Regions from separate parts of the Zea mays genome. Here region 1 is linked to region 2. The links are chromatin contacts, called in public Hi-C maps. All regions are on one chromosome and are shown on one strand. The core of a region is the stretch at or near the end of the contact, and the rest is flanking DNA. Distances in the headings are between cores, read along the strand shown.

Evidence for each region. A called contact is a pair of places that touch in the nucleus more often than the background predicts.
Region 1: a Hi-C map of ear shows a contact between it and region 2, with 3 times the contacts expected there. The contact joins the promoter of LOC100273549 here to the promoter of LOC100273197 in region 2. A contact is called at or near these places in 6 of 25 Hi-C or Micro-C datasets (bundle sheath, ear, leaf and 3 more).

The regions. Positions count from the first base shown.
Region 1 is chr10:9,416,605-9,420,099 of Zm-B73-REFERENCE-NAM-5.0, reverse strand. It overlaps LOC100273549, which reads left to right and starts at 1,851. Exons shown (of 15, transcript NM_001347205.1): 1 at 1,851-2,058; 2 at 2,236-2,345; 3 at 2,633-2,693; 4 at 2,779-3,099. The coding sequence starts at 1,959.
Region 2 is chr10:9,231,317-9,234,981 of Zm-B73-REFERENCE-NAM-5.0, reverse strand. LOC100273197 reads right to left here and starts at 1,795. Exons shown (of 2, transcript NM_001147641.1): 1 at 1,639-1,795; 2 at 1-1,522. The coding sequence starts at 1,671. The coding sequence ends at 170.

The DNA.
Region 1 (3,495 bases), core at 602-3,101, 190 kb before region 2:
ACGCACTTCATTTTTTTTTCTGTGGAGTGACGAGTTGGAATGAGTTTGGTGGGTGGGACTGGGACGTGGTTACAGCCCGTTACATCTCTACATCTATCTTTGCACCACGCACACATCGTCGGGGTCGTGGGCTGGACAAAATATCCGTGAGTTGGTTCGACTCGTGATTAGCTCGACTCAGACTCAACTCGGCTCAGCTCGATTTAATTTTGTCGCAAGCTCTGATGACACCAGGAGGAGGACAGGGGAGCAACCCAGGGGCAACAAACGAATGACCCCCTCGAGTAGAACACAAGTCCCGACTGTAAATGCCACTCTTGACCTATAAAAAAGACTGGACAAAATACTCCTAAGCAATATACTTCCATCAGCACTATATTGGACTGGGCCACGGCCTGAACCAGTATGACCCCCCCCCCCTGTGCCATAGCTCCTTAGCGTACCCCACCGAACACAAATCTATTGTCCCCCGGTATGCATATCATTTACACACCGATTGATACATGTTATATGTACGTGTGGTGCATATTACCTATGAGTTAAAGTGATGCCATGAGTTAAACTGATGATTGATGAATCGTGTCTGTGTGTTAAATTGGTCTATGTGACTATGATTGTGGATTAAACTAATGAACATGCGTGCGAATTGATGAGTGATAAGCTGTGTTCATTTGGTGTTATATTGATGTAATATGTGAAAACTATGAGTATAATTACTATTTCATATCGTCAAATTTATACGTACAAACTAAAGAATGAGTTCCTCCATATATGTATGTGTGGCTAGTTGTGTGACCACTACATGTAAAAACTTTTAGTGTGTTGACTAATCCTCCAAATGAGGTGAAGCTGGACGGGTATCCATTCTCTAAAAAGGAACCGTTGCAGCCCATCGATCAATCCGTAACAACAAATGGACGGGGCCTAAGTTTAGTTGAGGAGAAACAGAACTAGAATATTACCTGGACCGAGGTAGTGCCGACCTTGGGGATGTAAAAAAATAAAAATAAAAAATCGGCGCATGAGTGAGAGTGACTAACCAATCGAAGCCGGCGACGACGCTACATACCTGGACAATATAAATTAGTTTTGTAGAATTGTCTTTAAGTCAACATTGTGTACACATTTAACCAAATCCATAAATCAGTTCCGATCCAGTTACATCCTTGAGCTAGGCTAATGTGGTACGTTTTTTTTTTTAATTTGACCTAATTGCAGCCAACCTTGAGGCTAATGTAGTAAAGTACTACACTTTTTTTTAATCTGATCCAATCATGTCATCCCATGATTTTGTAGCTAAATATGTTACTTTATTAAATGAATTCCAATCTTTCTTAAATAAAGGAATCCAAACGCTCGTTAGTAAAATAGGGTTACCAAACTAACGACAGACACACTTGGTCGATAACTTCGGTATTAGAAGTAAAGTATTGATTGATACCGACACCCTGTAACTTTTTAAAGAAAACAAAAGAAAATTGTTATTGCACGCAAGGTGGTCGTCTTCGTTTTCATCGGCGTGCAAAACAGAACTTGATGACGAGGCCTTGGTAAAGTAAAGAAAGAGAACAAACCCTGTGTCGGAAGACACAGCAACCGCCGTCGCCCTCCCCCGCCAAAATCGCAACAAGAATGTCCACAAGCCACAGCCTTGTCTTGTCTTCTGTATCTACATCCTCTCGCAATTCCCCATCGTCTTCTACCCTTCTGTCCTCCGATCCCCACCCTCCGGTTAACTCCTCACCAAGAAAAAGGAACCGGCCGTCCTCGTTCCTGTCGTCGCTGTTCTTTCCTCGCCATTACCGGCGTATAAAACCAGCCCTCGGCCTGATCGCACAGCATCCGGCCAAGCGGGAGTAGTCCCTGTCGTCTGTCCACCACCCTCTGCGAGTACGTCTCCTCCTCCCGTCTGTCTCTCTCTGTGTGTCGGTCTGCCGTTCCCGCCGCCGCCGCCGCAGATGGGCCTGTTCAGCTCGCCGGCCAAGGTGTACAAGCCGGCCGCCGACGTGGACCTCGGCCCAGGCAGCGACGAGCTCTACATCAGCCCCAATGTCAAAGGTCTGCTGCCCGCTCATCCTGGAGAATTCTCGGTGTCCTCAACTCAGTCGTTCTATTAGTAGTAGAAGAGAATCTGTAATTCTGCTGATCTGAACCCAGTTCAGTTCAGTTCAGTGCTTGGAGTAGAAGAGAACTGAGAATTTTTTATCCCCCCCCTTGTCCTCGCTCGACCTCCAGCTCCTCGGGTCGCCGGGCTCCTGGTGAAGATCTTCGTGTGGATCCTGGAGATGCCCATCGTCGGGCAGATCGTGCTCTACATCCTGAAGAAGGACAACCTCATCAACAAGGTGCAAAGTCCATCCATCTCTATCCCCCTTCCGTGAAAACTCCGCTGAATTCAAGAATCAAACCTCTTTTCTGCCAACGCTTCCGTCAAACGAACTGAAAGTTTGGCCCCAAGTTTGACTAGTTCAGACGCTGCCTGCCTGCCTGCCTGTGAAACGAACTGAAAGGCAGCAGCAGCCATCAGCGGAAGGCACGGCACGTACGGCACTGTGGCGACAAGAGTGTTCTGCAGTATAGTTCAGCGTCTTCTCTGACCGCTTCTAATTGTACTTGTACCCACTGTTGGCAGCTGGTGTCCGACGCCGACATCCCGGAGCCGCCGCTGTTCACGGCATCGCACAGCTGGGAAGGTGCTCTGCTCTGCTCTGCTCTGCCGTCCCTGTCTGGCCTGACCGACCGAGCGAGCGCACTGACGGACTGTCGTTGCTGTTCCAGACACCCCGGAGCAGAGCGTGCGGCTGACCAAGCCCGACCTGTCGGCGGCGGAGCGGGTCCAGGAGGCCGTGGGCTGCCTCCCGGCGCGGCTGGAGGCCGCGCTGGCCGCCGACGCGCGCGGCATCAGGCGCTGGACCGTCCGCGACTTCTCCGACGCGTACAGGTCCGGCGAGGTGACGCCTGTCCAGGTGGCGGCGAGGTTCCTCGCGGCGGTGAGGGAGAGCTCGGGCCCTGGCGTGAGCAATATGGCCTTCTTCATCAGCTGCGACCCCGACGACGTCATGAGGCAGGCCGAGGAATCCACCCTCAGGTACCAGAGAGGTACTGTATACTACTACTACTACATTCCTGTGCATTTCTTTGATGGGTGAAAAAAGATGGTCAGGCAGGCAGCCTTTTGCTCTGACGACGGGTGGGAGAGCTTTCACTAGTTTGTCTGTAGCTCTTGGCTTTGCAACCAGCCAGCCGCCATTGCCGGTAGCAAGCAGTAAGTAACTAGCAGCCACATATAGGGAGGAGGACTGAGGAGGCGTACAAGAAAGAGAGTCGCCGAATTCTCTGAATCGGCATCTGAGAGAGTTGCAGGTCGAGTTGCTGGTGCCTCTGATCCTCCTGTCACTGCCTGGCGTAAAGCAGCAGCGAAGAAGCCGAGAGTTCTTCGCCTTCGCCTTCGCCTGCCTGCTCCATGCTTCCATCCGTATCGGCGGCTGGCGCATT
Region 2 (3,665 bases), core at 546-3,045:
ATGATGAAGTTACACGAAAAACTTTGCCGAAAGATGAACAGAGATACGCACAACCAAAGACGATGAAGTTGCCGAGACAGGAAAGAGAAGGTCCAAGAAGATTACTATTCTCTCAAATCGGCTAGGCTGGAAGCCGGATTGCCCCTAGTAGGCTCTGGCTAGTGGCTAGCTAATCGATCAAGGGATCGTCGTCGTCGACAAGCAGCGGCGCCGACGGGCCCTCCAGCAGGAGCGAGTCCAGAGAGCTCGGCGCGTTGCTCAGGCCATTGCCGTTGCCGCCGCCGTGTCCTGCATCGGCGTCCGCATCTGCCGCCGCGTCGACCATGCCCCCAACGCGCAGCTCGCCGGCGGCGAGGCTGCCGGCCACCACCGGGTGCGGTAGAGGCTGGTGGGGCGGCGTCGGCGGGTACTCCTCCTTCACGTGCCACCGCTGGGGAAACTGGAGCGCGGCTGTGGGTCGCGGAGGGTGCTTCTCCACGGGCAGAGGGTGCTGCTGCTGGTGGTGGTGGCTCTGGCTCCCGCTCCTCCGCTGCCGGTGAAGCTGCAGCACCTGGCTGTGCCTGTTGGCGTGCTCCGACGGCTCGAAGGTGGGGCTCGCCAGCGGCCGGTACTCCGGCAGCAGCCGCCCCTGCCTGTACCGCACGCCGCACGCGTTGCACAGCGTGCTACGCCCCAGCGGGCCTTCCCGCCACTGTGGCGTCGACGACGACCCGCAGTGCAGGCACTGCTTCGCGGACTTCGGGGGCCGCCACGGCTTCTTCGCCGAGGCCACCGAAGCCGGCGTCTTCTTCCTCTTCTTCTTGACGAGGTACACCGCTGGCGCTGGCGGCGGCGGCGCGGGCATCGGCGACGGTGGCGGAGGTCTCCCCTGCTTCAGAGGCATCTTCCTCACCAGGTAAACGTCGGGAACTGACCCGGGCTCCCAGATCGGGCTGTCAGGCGACGACTCCGAGGCCGGGCTGTCCGGGGGCGGTCGGGCGGCCGTCCTCGGCGCGGGGCGGTGCCGCACCTGCCCCCGCAGTGCCCCGGCCACCTTCAGCCGGACCCCGCAGGCGTTGCAGAGCGTGCCCTGCCCCATCGGCCCCGACCTCCACTGCGGCGTCACCACCGCGCCGCACTGCAGGCACATCCTCACACTCTTAACCGGCCTCTCCTCTGCCGCCGCGGGGGTGTATGGGTCTGGCGACGGCGCCTGGCGCACGCACAGGCTCTGTGGACGAGCCTCCTCAGACGGATTATTAACCACCGACGCTGGGAGAACCGGCCCCTTTGCCTCCTCCGGCGCGGGGACGGGGAGCTTGAAGGCCCACCAGCCCGACGGCTGGGCACGGAGGCGGGGACGGCTGCGCCTCTTGCGCCGGACGGTGGCGTCGAGGCAGGAGACGGCGACGGGCAGGAGCGGCGCCACCGCCGGGAGCGAGAGCACGTAGCCGGGGGGGCCCTCCCACTCCTCCTCTCCGCCACCGCCGGCCATGTCGCCGGTCGCCACGGGTCGCCGGGTTCTTGGGTCCAATCCAGGCGGCTGCGCAACTTGACAAGAAGAATGCTATCTTTAGCAGGCTCCCGAGCAATATTACAGGATGCGAGTTTATCTTCCCAACCACCCAACGAAAAATAGAGATATTAATGGATCCGAACCTCTCCTTTGTCCTCATCATCCGCCATCGCCATGGACGGAGGCCGGACCGGGCGAGCGAGCAGATAGGAGGCGACCAACGGACCGGCGCGTCAGCAGAACAAGGGGAAGAAAGAGAGTTGGAAAAGATGACGAGTCATGCTCAGTTAGTTTTTTTTCTCCATGTTGTTTTGGGTTGCATAGAGGGTCACGGAAACAGCAAATTGTTTTCACGAACTCCGGCGAGCTTTGTCGGAGGCGAGAACGCGTGCCCTGACTTGTATTTTTCTTCTGCAAAATTACAAAATTTAAACGGTATTGACACAAAATATGATGAATATGGATTAAATTCCACGTTTCCCTCTGTATCAGTCGATTGTTAAACGCTCCATTCCGATGCATTCTCTGTATTGGGTTTGCTATCCGTCTTATAACTATAGATAGATAGATGGGATCCCTAGATAGATGGATCTAAATACTTATACGGATATTATTTTTTATTACAAATAAATAAAATATAGAATCTGTGTGTTTTTATTTTTATCATTAAGCTTATTACAATTCCTCTATACAATTATATAATCCATTAGTTTAACTTTGCAAAATTAATCCAAAAAATCACCCTCACAACATAACCTTTACTAAATCAACCAAATAAATTATATCTACACTTAATATATCATAAAATCAACAATTCGGATCACTGAATAACTTTGTCTTCCTTATTTCAATTAAATAGATAATATTATTTGAACCATCTATTATCTTATCTCTCCATGAACCCGCTGCCCCTCCTGCCTCTGTTGCCACTGTCAGCCTCTCCTTCATGTCGTAGTTGTTACCGTCGCCATCGACCTTTATCCTCCCTAAAATCATAGCATTAGCAAGAGGTATATACTAGTATAAAATAAAAGTTCAAATACATGTTCAGATTCATACGTTTTTTCACCTTTTTCATTGCAGAGAAAATAATGCAAAAAAGTACAAAAATTATTCATATTTACATAACTAAATATTAGCATCAAATTATTTATTTTATATATATATATATATATATTAAATATTAATTTTATTCTATAATTGAGATGTTTAAGTATCCATCCCTAAATTCAATCCGGCTGCGCTCGGTTGCCTGGTTTGCGCCACTCGCACGCGCTCTGAATATTGAATAGAGCTGCTTAGTGAACACACAAATCAAGCTGATTCAATCGCTAAACCACAAATTCAAAAATTTAGGAACCCAAAAAAATAGAATTCAATATTTTAGGAACAACAAATTGGTAATGGTTGGTCCACATCAAATATTCTGCTCCTGGCTCTCTGGCCGGTTGGCAAGATTAGGTTTATGCTAAATGTTTTATGGAATTTCGGAGACGCTCTTGTTCTATCTTCTTCGCATATACTCTCTCCGTTGCAAAATATAATTCGTTAGACTTTTTCAACCCCAACTTTGATCACTCGTCTTATTAGAAAAATTCATGAAAAGATGAAAAAATTTAAGTCATATGTAAAGTATATATATGACAAATCACAACGAAATTTTTGATTTTTTTCCATAATTTTTTAACAAGACGAGTTAGTCAAACTTGTAATAAAAAGTCAAACGAATTATAAATTGTGACGAAGTGAGTAGCAGTGACTAGTGAGTGGTTCCGTGCCATTTGTCCACAACGTCAAATATGATTCATGTGGTTGGAATGAGCGAAGCATGTGTCAGTGTGTGTATCCTCCATATGTACGCGCAGGTTATTAAATTAGCACACAGAGAGCTTGATTAAAGTTCAGTATCTTCCCCGCAAGCAAAATAGACGTTGCAATCCTATCGTTTCCATTTCATTTTGTCAAAACAAAAAAAAAATCTACTATGTGCATCTCGCTTTAGCTAGCCTTTGTGCTTGGGAGCCGACTTTGACTTTATTCCAAATGCCAGCGGCACCAATCGTACATTCATTTGCGGAACTATATATTCAACTGATCTAATTGTCCTGACCAACAAACCGCAATAATAGGAACCAACCGACATATGATTCAGCCGACCAGTGTTTGTGCT